3 separate regions of the Mus musculus genome follow, and regions 1 and 2 are each linked to region 3. Evidence: chromatin contacts called from public ChIA-PET and HiChIP or PLAC-seq data. All regions are on one chromosome and are shown on one strand. Each heading gives the region's core, a stretch centred on a gene start, on an enhancer-like site or on the middle of the called end of the contact. The rest is flanking DNA. Distances are from core to core; before and after follow the strand shown.

Region 1 (3,727 bases), core at 300-2,799, 470 kb before region 3:
TCGGACTTCAAGGTACAACAATATCCTAAGGCCTGTGGGTCTGAGGTAAGCAGAAAAGAACACGGGAGGCAGGTGGGTCAAGAAGAAGGCATTTGAGGAGACAGGAGACACATTCTGGTCACCATGGCTACTGGTGTCTGACCCTCTCATTACAGGACTAAGTTTAAGGTAGTGTAACTCCTTACATTCCTGCCTGCGGTGGCCCCCTCCACTTAAAATTTGTCATAGGTCAGACTAGTTAGTTAGACTACTCTAACTTCCAGACAGGAGCCTGCCTGGGCCTGTGGATTCTTCACAGAGCAACAGGGGGCAAACCTCAGAGGATCCTACCATCAGCCCTCAGGGAACAGCGTCAAACCCAGGCATCTTCTGGGGTTTTGACCTTTCTCCACCCAACTACTACAGAGGCAAGGTCAACTTGACCTGGCTTCAGATCGCTGTCACTCCTAAGCAGTGGGTCAGGGAACAGGGCAGTTAATCACCTCTCTGGTCTTTACTTCCTTCCCCTGTGAAATAGGATCAGGCAGGTCTTCCTTTTGCTGTTTATGAGACATAGCCTTACTCTGTAATCCAGGATACCCTGGCACTTACCATGTAGCCCAGGCTGGCCTCAAATTTGCAGTAATCTTTTTTTATTCTCCTTAGTATTAGGCTTATGGCTATGAGCTATCGCAGACTGCCAGAACACAGTCTACGGGCCAGGAACTCACTAGGTTGCTTGATTGCAGAAGCTTGCTATAGAGGAGGAAATAGTATCTGAGAGAGGTCAGGTGAGTTGACTGGGGTCATAGAACTGCCAAAGAGAAGGGCTGAGATTTGGAGTCCAGTGGGCTAGCTCAGAGTCAGGATCCTAACTGTACAAGCACTCACTGCCTTCTAGAAAATGCTATTTCCAGCTGGAAGCGTTGGCACACACCTATAACCCTGCCTGTATTAGAGATGAAAAAGTAGAAAGGTCAGGAGTTCAAGCTTTGCTACACAGCAAGGCTAGCCTGGACTAAACCAGACTGCCTGCCTCCCAACATGGTGGGGTTTTGTGTGTGTGTGTGTGTGTGATTTGCATCTGTCACCATGGTTCTCAAATTTGTCCTGTTTTGCCTTGTCCTTGAGCTTGCCTGTATACTCGCGGTCACTACCAAGTACTAAGGAATAAATGGGCCAGAGTTATCACACTGAACATAACAACATCAGCACCTGCTTTCCCCTATGCAAACATCGCAAGCACCCCAAATCTGCCGGAACCTCCCAGGGTCTGTACCAGCCTAGTTTGGTGAGGAAATCTCTCAAGGTTCAGGATGTAGAAAACTGGGGCGAGTTTGTGTCTTCCAGTAAGGAGGCCAGGGCTTGAAGGAAGGGGTGTTGGGGAGGAGTTCACAGTGATGGTTATCAATGAGTGAAAACTTCCCCCTCCCTGCATGTGGCTCACTGGAGGTCTCCCTCCCCTAAGCCTGTCACTGCAGAGACTTTCAACCGCCCAGCCCTGGCTGACTCCATCAAGCAGTCAAACCTCCAGAAGCGATGCCTGACCAGATCTTGCTCCTGATGCCTGAAGGCTCCTGCCATTTGTGATGCAAACAATAGTCATTCCAGCCCTACGACTTGTCAGAACCCCCTCCTACGATCTGCATTATAGCAGCAAACAAAATGGACGAAAAAGAAAGCCTGTCTTCAGAGAGCTTGTATTCAAGGCTAACAAACTTCCTTACTATCATTTACTGTGCGGCTGAGGACCCAAATAAAACCTCATCTTCCTTAGCATGACAAAGATGATTCGGGGTCAGTAAGATGGTTTAGCAGGTTAAGGTGCTTGCAGCCAAGTCTGATGACCTGAGTTTGACACCCAGGACTCAAATGATAGAAGAGAAAACTGAAGCCTGCAGGTTACCTACACACACACACACACACACACACACACACACACACTATAACTTAAACAATTAAGAAGCAACTTAGCCAGTCAATATGGCAATATAAGGTTCTTCCACGCAGTGAGCATTATTGCCGTCTTCCTTTTTCCTCTCTCTCCCACTGTCTTTCTCAGTGCTGGAGAGGAAACCCAGGCCCTTACACTTATCAGGCAAGCACTCGTTTGCTGAGGCTTACTCCTTACTTTATTTAAGTCGAGAACGGGAAAAAGTAATTTCCTTGTCTTTTCATTGTGATGCGGCACTTTACGTCTTTGTTGTATATGATTATAGATAGAATTCAGTCCTGTTCAGGACACAGTTAGGTATTTGTCCATTATTTGCAGAAGCAACAGGTGATGGCTTATGGCTGCAAATCTCAGCATTTGAGGGGCTAGGCAAGAGGATTGTCATCAAGTCGAAGGCCAGCCAGGGTTGTATAGTGAGTTCTAGAACAACCTATATTTCAGTCTCAAAAAGGAAAATATTTCAGTGAGAAGAATCCCCTTCCACTTTGTTTCAGTTTCTGAACGATACAAGATTTGAAATGTTTATCAGTTACTCGTGCCTTTATGTAGAATGACTTTATTAGGAGACACAGTGGTCACAAGAAATGAGGAATGGAGAGACATTAAGCAGAATACAGAACTTAAGAGGTTAACTGGGGTAAAAGGGGGCTCAAAAGACCATTATTTCATCCAAATCAATCATGTCTTGGAGCGTTCCAGATGAGGAAGGTGACGTGTAAAGGCATCTGGCTGGCTAAACATCCAAGGGTTTGTTGAGGCCTAGAGACATTGACCTCTCCTCTGACACTCTTTGTAACACACTTAGAGATGGCTCACTATTGGCCATGGGCCCCTCCTGGGAGGGCAAAGAGCTTCTATGACCCCAGACACTATTACTGGCTTTGCTGTTCCAAACACCCTTGGCCTTGTCCCTTGTGCTTCGGGCTTGTCTAACGACAGTGTCAGCTTCCTGGGGTGTGAGTCAGTACAGCTGTCCTGTGGCCTCAGCCGAAGCTCCAGGTCAAGAAGACATTCGAGAATGATCCATAGAGAATGAATAGATCATGAGGCAAGAGCTGTATGTCTGGGTCTCCACCTGACCCCTGGAAAGTTTTAAATGAATGTCTGTTCTATAGCAATAGTGACGAAGCAAATACACAAACGTGGAGGTTCAGAAGCCTTTTGGGAGTGCCTGCCTTGGATGCTTCATCTATAAACAGCAGGCCTAATCCCCACCTCTAATGCTGCTTTGATCCCTTTGACGTCATCATGGAAGTTCTATGAGGGCAGGGCTTTCTGTCCACTCATGCATCCCCGACATTGAAGAAAAACTTTGCTCTTAGGTGCTTACTGCAGGCAAGGTTGATGGATACTCAGAGGAGGAGCAAGCATCTAAGCTCCCGTGGCTAATGCCTATGTAAGACTGAACATGGCACTGTGGTTAACAGGGAAGGATTTGAAATTGCTAGTGTGTTTGTTGCTCTGGGTTTGACCTCCGGTACTGTATATATCTGATACTGTAAATATGGTGTACACACCTGTCATCCCTATACTTTGAAGGTAAAAATGGTGGCAGGGTATCCACCCTCAGCTATATATTGGTTTTTCAAAGCATGGTTTCTCTACATAGACCCCTGGCTGTCCTGAAACCTGAAACTTGTTCTGTAGACCAGGCTGGCCTTGAACTTGGGGATATGTCTGACTTTGCCTCCCAAGTGCTGGGATTAAAAGCATAAGCCACCATTCCTGGTAACCTTCAGCAATATATTATTGAATTGGAAGCCAACCCGGACTTCAAGATGCCCTGAATCAAAG
Region 2 (3,718 bases), core at 649-3,148, 340 kb before region 3:
GTGTAAGCAAATTTCTTAGGCTCCTTGAAACTGTTAAGGGAAGTTCTGGGTCTCCACAGTTACATGCAATATGGCACAGACTTTACATTTAAATGTTAAGTGAAAGACAGTGAAACTGTGGATGAGTCAGATGCAAGAGGAACTGTTTCATTAGCAGGGTTGGGAGGTTCATAAGCTAAGGAAATCCATGATCCCAGACGTTAAATAGCTTCAGATATTTAAAAAAAAAACACCTCAGATTTTAAATTCACCAGTGATCACAAATATAAGAGCGATTATCCGGAAGTTGGGAACTGTGTGACTAAGTTTTTTTTTTTTTTTTAATGAATTATTCAGTTCAAACTGATAGTTACAACATAGTTAAAATAAAAATGACTGGATGTGACCCAAACATGTCATGTGAAGACATAAAGATTTAAGATCCACAGCAACAACAGCAGAGCGATTTAGTAGGAACAGAAAGTAGCTTGGTTGTGCAATAGTTAGCTGAGATTGTGGGTAGGTGTGAGAAGAAAATGTCAGGCACAAGGAATGGGCAATATGGATGGAGCATACCAAGCAGGCCCCTGGTGTCCGCATAGCATCTCTGCGCTCATTACCACCTGTGGGAGGAAGTGGAAAGAGCGCTCTACTCTTAGAATGGGGAGAATTAAAAATTGAAATGACTAACTCTCTCAGAGTCAAAACATGTAGGTGGTTGAGCTAGCACAAAGATTCTCATTGTCAAGGGCCCTGTCTTTTTATTCTACCCTGTGGCCTGTGGAGGCCAGACAATCCTTTAGCCTCTGAACCAATGGTTCTCAACCTGTGGGTTATGACCTCTTTGGGGGGTTGAACAACCTTTTCTCAGGGGTCACCTGAGACCTTATGATTCACAACAGCAACAAAATTACAGTTATGAAGTAGCAATGAAAGTAAATTTATGGTTGGGGTCACCACACCATGGGGAATGGTATTAATGGGTGGAAGCACCAGGAAGGTTGAGAACCACTACCAGCCTTGTGTGTCCCAGGTATCTTACCCAGTGACAACACCAAATCTTCCAGACAGCTTCCACAGAAGGCTTCTGGAGAGACTTCTGAGATCCTGTAAGTGACATATATGTTAAAAAGGCATGAAGTGCCTTCAAGCTATTCAGCAGTGAGGACCTTACATTCCTGGATTGTGCACTTGTGTGTACTGTATTGTATTGTTCCATTGAAATGGGCCCGGCCTCTCTCTCTCTCTCTCTCTCTCTCTCTCTCTCTCTCTCTCTCTCTCTCTCTCTCTCTCTCTCTCTCTCTCTCTCTCTCTCTCTCTCTCTGAGGTGATCACAAAAGTGCTGGCGAATTCTTTCCACCAGTGGTTCCTGCACACAACACGCACTCATGTTGTGGGACTCTTTTTGTTGTTGTTCAGAATTCACCTTAGGGGTTTTCTCAAACTCTGCCTTCTTGCTCTCTGGTGGTTTTTAGCTTTCTTTTTTCTTTCCAGGCTGGGTAGATGATGCAGTTTCACTTCTAGGTGTTAGGATTCTCTTCCACACTGGCTTGTCACGACCTTAAAAGGATTTTAGGTTGCCTGCTTGCTATTTTTTCCTCAAGTCATACCTCCAGTAATGTAGAGACTCGTAAAAGAATTCAGAAGTCCAGCATTAAGGCAGTCCATCCTATAGTGTGAGCTGTGACATATACAATCCACTGTTGTTTTCTAAATTGTCCATGTTGGTAGGTTTGGTGTGTTGAGCTGGTTGTTTCTGAATTGGTGTTGGGATGCTATACTTGACTTCTATTGCTAAGGGTGGAAAGGTATTTGTTATGATCCTAATTGTCTTAATTATAATTGCCGTCATAGCTCTCTCCTGTCAGGTAATTGAGGTCTGATAGTCATTCTTAGCTAAAGCCACCCACAAAAACCACACACAGTGCGTTTTACTCAAAACAGTACTTTAACCACCACTTTGTGATGCAAAATCAGTGGAATTTTGGGTACTTTCTGTAAAATCGAAATCTTTATGGGGGTTTTCCAACATCCCAGTTGATTGTTAACAAGTGATCAGTGAACTAGAGTTAAGTGGATTTGGCTAAACACTTGACTTCTGGGACAGCAATGAGTACAGTCATTGGAAGGGAGCTCCCTTGATTGAGTTGAGATTGGCTCACCTTTTGAAAGATGTGGCTAAGTAAAAGGTATTGTACAAGATCTCTCGGTGTGGAAGGCAGATCTGTTAGGAGTGTACCTGTTGCTTATCTCTGCCACAGGGTTTTCAGTCTTGATACAGTATTCACACTTAGTGCTTTCTAGCTTATAGAGTCTCTTATGAAAGAGGTTTGAAAAAGAATGACTGATCGGTGGGTAGAATTTCCTATGCAGGGACAGAGTGAGAAGGAGATGACTACTAAAGTAGGCTAGCCCTGTGCTGAAAGGCAGGCAGCACCTGACTTGGGAAGAGCTAGCTCTGTCTTGCAGAAGTCAGGAGGTGTCTGTTTATGTTGGAGCCAGCACTCAGGAAGTTACTCTCCCTGTTGAAGGCTCCAGGGCTCATCTTTTAAGGCTCATTACTGTTCTTTGGTTTGGTGGACTGAGCATGTAGTCCTTTAAGGAGGACAAAAAAACCAACCCTCCAACCCACCAACCAAAAACCAACCCACCAACAAACCAAACCCACCAACCTACCAAAAACCAACCCACCAAAAACCAACCCACCAACAAATCCCATCCACCAATCCACCAACAAACCAAACCCCCAAACAAAACTTGATCTGCTATGGTGGCAAACATTTAAGCAACTAAAGCCACAAAGGCTTTCTTCTTGCACATGGACACTGCATTGTCATACCTAATGCTTAGCCTGGAAATGCTACTTCCTCATGGGGGATGGTGGAGGGTAATTTTGAAGGTGACCTGGATCTCAACCCTTGAAACAGAGGTGTAGGAAAAGGTGGTGTGTGGAGGAGGCAGTGGAATCAAGGCCCTCTCAGAGGCCCTGAGAGAGTTACCTGCAGATTCTGTTTTAGCTACACTGTACCAGCTTTGGTGTTGACGCCCACATTCCCAAGGTAGGACCTGCAGCGAGTAAGGCGGAGTGACATTCCAGTTTCAATTATTTTCTGCTGAAGCTGGCAAACTGAATGAAGATTTATATCTTTGGTGACAGGATTCAAATGAGACACGACAAACCTGTAAAAGCTGCCACCTAAACATGTCAATGCAGAAGTTTCCAGTGAACCAGCTAGGACGTGGGGAGACACAACGTACACTGCCAGCCATGCCGTGCTGGAGAGCTTGAGAGATCAAAGACGAAGCCCAGGGCAAAGAGCAGGTCCTTGCTGGCCGCACAGTATTATGGGATTGAGTACAGGAGCCATGTTGGTTTTAGACAAAAAGCCACGTGTCTCTCGTAGGCTTACCTTATGGTGGAAAATTTTAAACTGACTGGAAAATTGACTTACGTTACCCAATTTATGTAGTAAAGTGTAAGTTATGAAACTACCCATTGAGATGGAATTTAATCCTGACCCAGTTCTCTGAGCTGGGTGAGAATTAGTCCCATTTACCAAAGCACAGTCAATAGGCGTCAAAAGAGCAGCCGGAGCCAGCCATGCTTCAGGAAGGACCACATTTTCTCTATTTGGATGGAAGAATGAGCCTAGTACAAGACAAACATCATAAATGCTCTGTGATAGGAGCCTGATCACCGGGGAGTGGGACCAACAAATCCAATGATTAGTGATCCTTC
Region 3 (3,993 bases), core at 1,178-3,677:
ACTTAAACACAAGCGGTACACATTACTGCCCGGGCTGCCCAGTGACTTCATTCTGTATCTTGGTTTCTTTACCCACATCTAAGGTCTTCTGGGATACAGCTCTGCAGCTGGCTTGCTACTACCTAATGGAACAGCCTCATTATTTTTAGGCAAAAGATAGAGAAGAGTCTGTGGACCAGTTAACCTCGTCTGTAATGTACTTCAAAGAGAAGGCTGACCCCAAGCTTTAATCAACATAGACTTAAGTCCACAGAAGAACTAGCCTTCCCTTCCAAATGTTTCCCGCTCTGCCAGTATTCCTGAGGACCTTATCAACAGGAAACAAAAGCATTCTACTACCATAATGAAGTATCTGGCTTTTATTCACTAATTAGAAAAGCCCAAAGATTGTAGCCCAGGGAACAGCTAAATATTTAGGACATTAAAGAAGTTACCAAGGACCAGCTGCCCACAGCTCACCACCCACCCCTATTAACTTGTTGTTTACTCAATTCCCAGACATTTTAGGAAAACAAAAACAAAAACAAAATCCAATGGCCAAACCTGAAACCATAGTGGCACCTGTACCTACAGAAGCTTTATTTTCTAGAAACGGGCTGTGATGGTTTTAAATATGCCATTATACTGACAGAAATGCTGCCTGCCCTCAGCTCCTCATCCAGGAACAGGTCCCAAAGCAAGAGAAGCCCGCTGGGTTCCTTGACATTCAGGTGGCTCCAGTGAAACCCTGGAAGCGACTGTAGTATTCTTTAAGCTCTTCCTTCCCGTTTTTAAGTTCTCATTCTTTCAATTTGTCACTTTCATTTCTTGCAGCCCAGCCCATTCTGGGTACAGGCATGCCCACAACCGAACAGAACAAAGTGACAGTTTGTGAAAGGGAGGGGTATCTCACTCTTGCTTAGGGATCTTGGCAGATGAAAAGTTCTGCATCTTTGGGAATTAAACTAATGAGGGCTCCTCTCAGGCTGGTAAGGGACCACCCACTTTACAGTCCCTTTAACTGCACGTTGTGGTCGCTTACCGACATCTTCCCCACCCCACCCCCCTCACCCCGCCATGCTTCACTTCTGAGCGACCTTCAAAAGTGGCTGTCACTAGACCTTTACTCACCCAAGACCATGACCAATTTTGACCACGGTGTCTTTCTTTTCCCTACTTTACCTCTATGGCAGCTACAAGAGGACTTAGAAAATGCTTAGGACAAAAACCCATTTTTGACTACAGCACTCGGCTCGCACACTCACCTGACCCAGGTCAGGCACTCTGTAGCCAATGGACGCCCAGCCAAGGATGCAAATCCTGGTCCCTTGTAATCAGCTCCTAAATATTTAACAAAGAAAGAAGACTGAGTAGGGGATCTCGCGAGGGTCTATCAGAAATTCTCAAATCCAAGTTTTGACTTTTATAGCCTCCGCTTTTCCTGCAGATCCCACTCCCCTCCAAATTTAGCAGCTAAGTCGGAGGGATCTCTTTCCCCCAAATAAAAGCAAACCCAGCATGCTTATTTCCCGTCAGTAGCTGGCCAGAAAGATCAGACACGCAGAAACTTCGAACACGCCGGATGGGGATTGAAGGTGGATGGAAGTAAGGGACGTGTTGAGATCCCAAAGCACTTGTTTCCCCGCGTGGAGGCCAAGTATGTGAAACCCGCGTCCTCATTGGGCACGAGCTCCGTCCACACTTCTTTCCTCATCGCCCCCCCCCCCCTTCCTCCGGTTTTCTTCCTTTTTTTTTTTTTTAACCCACGGGGACCCCCACGCATGCATTATCCTACCAGCTGAGCAGCGCAACAGGGCTAGCTACATTTTTAGAAAGATTATTTCCTTGAGCGAACTCATATGACCCCCTCAAATACCCCCCCCCAGGGGGAAAAAAAACTATTTCCTGCAGACACTCCAACCGTTTCCAACTTGGGGGAATGCCATTTCAATACGGGGAAGGAGGTTGAAACCGGTCACTAGAGTCGAGGACGTTTGGGGTTACTTAAGCCTGAAAAAAAATATATACCTCCCCCCAAAACTGTTCACAGGGAAAGAAGCCCCAAAATACACGCCAAGTGCATGCAAAGCCACCAAAGCCACCAAGAACTCCCGGTGATCAGGGCAAAAACTTCTGCGCACGGGAGCTAGTGCCAACTCCCCGCGCCCTCTGCCCGGCCCCAGCAGCTACCTTGGTGACCGGGGAGCCACGCCGGTTTGGGGGATCAGGACCAGGAGAGGGGTTAGCAGCCGCTGGGCAATCCCATGTCCGCGAAGAGGGAGCTCGTTCCGTTAGGATGGGAGCGGAACACCCACACCTCCTCTCGGCGTGCGCTTTCTCTCTCTCCACCCTCTGCCTCCACCTCCTCCACCACCACCACCTCCTCCTCTCCTCCCACCCCGGCAGGCTTGAGGAAACGCTTCAGCAGAACATCCACATGGTTACTGCACTTTAAAGCAGCGCCCGACCGCTTATATAGGCCGGGAAGCTCCCTGGGCAATGTAGTCCGAGTCCCAGGTCGTGCCGGCGCCTGGGGCTGCGCAGAGGGACTACAAGTCCCAGAATCCCCTGGGCTCCGGGGCTGGGTTCTAAATAGACTCCCGCGCGCTGACCAGGGGTGGGAGGGGGAAGAGGCGCCCAGGCTGAAGGCTCGGGTTGCGAACTTGTGTCTGAACACCGGACTCCCCAGGTTTGGCAAGCCCGACCCACTGGGTATGTCCCCTACCTCTGTGAACCCTTCTCTTTTGACTTGTATCTTCCCTTCCTAAAGTCAGGTGTCACTAGGGTCCGGAGAGAGAGGAAGAGCTCGGATTACTGCTTCGGGAAGTTTTTACAAGCTATTTACCCACCCCCGCGCGCCCTGTGTCCTGGAGCCAAGAATTTCAGAAATCCGAGGCACAAAAACGCCAGTGTTTGCGGTCAAGGATTAAAGAAACAAGTTTGTCTTTATTAAATCTGGTCTAGTTTTTTATTGGATCCTGCTAGTGTCTGCATGAAAAACTAAGTCTGGAAATGGGGTGGTCCCTGCTATTGAGGATGCGGGGTAATCGTGTGAGAGCCCTTTTCTGAATTCGAGCTGGGTCTGTCTTTCGTCGCCCGGTAGGAGGTAAAAGAAACGCTACCCTGACGAGTGAGCAAATAAAGGAACCATGTTGTGACTTGCTGATGTTGTGATCGCGAAGCAGGAAAGAAATACAAACCGCGACCTCGGTCCTGACCCCGCTTCTAAGACCCCTATGCTCCTGGAATCTGTAAACGCTAAAGTAAATAAACCGCAAACCAAAAAAATAAGGGCTTCAGAGAAAACTGCTTATACTAAGATGAGTGCGTCCAGGCGAGGCGTGCTGCAAGTCTTCAACCCAAGCCTCTGGGCTGAAATGGATTTCCACACACCAGAAAATAGTGTAGGCTCCAGGCTGCAAAGTGCATAGAACTTTGGTCTTGGGAAGAAGAGTTTGCATCACAGGCAAAGTTATCCTACTGTCTCCTTCCCCATCCCACCCTACAAACTAGACTGCACGTATTCATTCCACAAACGTTCCCCGGGTGTCATCTGGGTGCCAGGCCAGGCACTGTGCCAGGATATGAGAGCGCGCCAAAATATATCATAACATCCTAAATGGGGGTCTGTCTGCTACCGCTAAAGACCTGTTAACAGTAATCCTTGTAATGAAAACAAATGGTTCTACAGAGCTCAGCCTACCTGCTTTCTGTACAGCATGCTATTGAGTGTCACTGATTCTGGGTTTGTAACCTCTTTGTATACAGCAGGTATAAGGCCAAAGAACAGGACAAGCCAGGTTAACTTTGGTCTCCTTTGCAACTCCAACCTGTACCTATACTAAGCACTTGCCCATTGGGACCTCCATCACCACCTCCTTAAAGGAGCCCCTCCTATTTTAGGAGCAGCCTCTAAGCCCTTAGGCAAATCACCTTGAACTCTTTACCCCAGGTTTGCCATCTAGAGAGGGATTCAATACTCATTAATGTTTGCCTGTTCTCTTTTCCTATTAC

The links. ChIA-PET counts read pairs in DNA pulled down with a chosen protein or histone mark. HiChIP or PLAC-seq counts read pairs in DNA pulled down with a chosen protein or histone mark.
Region 1: an H3K27ac HiChIP or PLAC-seq map of embryonic stem cells shows a contact between it and region 3, with 5 read pairs. The contact joins the enhancer-like site here to the promoter of Itpr1 in region 3. A contact is called at or near these places in 1 of 39 promoter capture datasets (neural stem cells), 5 of 115 datasets of contacts at active chromatin or transcription factors (the 230-238 cell line, embryonic stem cells, large pre-B cells and 1 more) and 3 of 9 other capture datasets (embryonic stem cells, liver and macrophages).
Region 2: an RNA polymerase II ChIA-PET map of memory CD8 T cells shows a contact between it and region 3, with 130 read pairs. The contact joins the enhancer-like site here to the promoter of Itpr1 in region 3. A contact is called at or near these places in 2 of 484 Hi-C or Micro-C datasets (embryonic stem cells and uterus) and 3 of 115 datasets of contacts at active chromatin or transcription factors (CD8 T cells, effector CD8 T cells and memory CD8 T cells).

Annotation. Positions count from the first base shown.
Region 1 is chr6:108,683,778-108,687,504 of GRCm38.p6, reverse strand. No RefSeq gene overlaps it. Among named protein-coding and RNA genes, the nearest start is that of 0610040F04Rik, 25 kb to the right of the region's middle. Within about 2 kb of position 1,549, at least 21 of the 459 cell types and tissues checked have an H3K27ac peak or open chromatin away from gene starts, as enhancers often do. A contact at or near this core is called in embryonic stem cells, where this site is marked.
Region 2 is chr6:108,551,446-108,555,163 of GRCm38.p6, reverse strand. No RefSeq gene overlaps it. Among named protein-coding and RNA genes, the nearest start is that of Gm44040, 18 kb to the right of the region's middle. Within about 2 kb of position 1,898, at least 38 of the 459 cell types and tissues checked have an H3K27ac peak or open chromatin away from gene starts, as enhancers often do. A contact at or near this core is called in CD8 T cells and memory CD8 T cells, where this site is marked.
Region 3 is chr6:108,211,530-108,215,522 of GRCm38.p6, reverse strand. Itpr1 (inositol 1,4,5-trisphosphate receptor 1) reads right to left here and starts at 2,427. Exons shown (of 62, transcript NM_010585.5): 1 at 2,170-2,427; 2 at 1,245-1,320. Gm38872 (predicted gene, 38872) reads left to right here and starts at 2,605. Exons shown (of 3, transcript NR_167935.1): 1 at 2,605-2,668; 2 at 2,750-2,917; 3 at 3,083-3,267.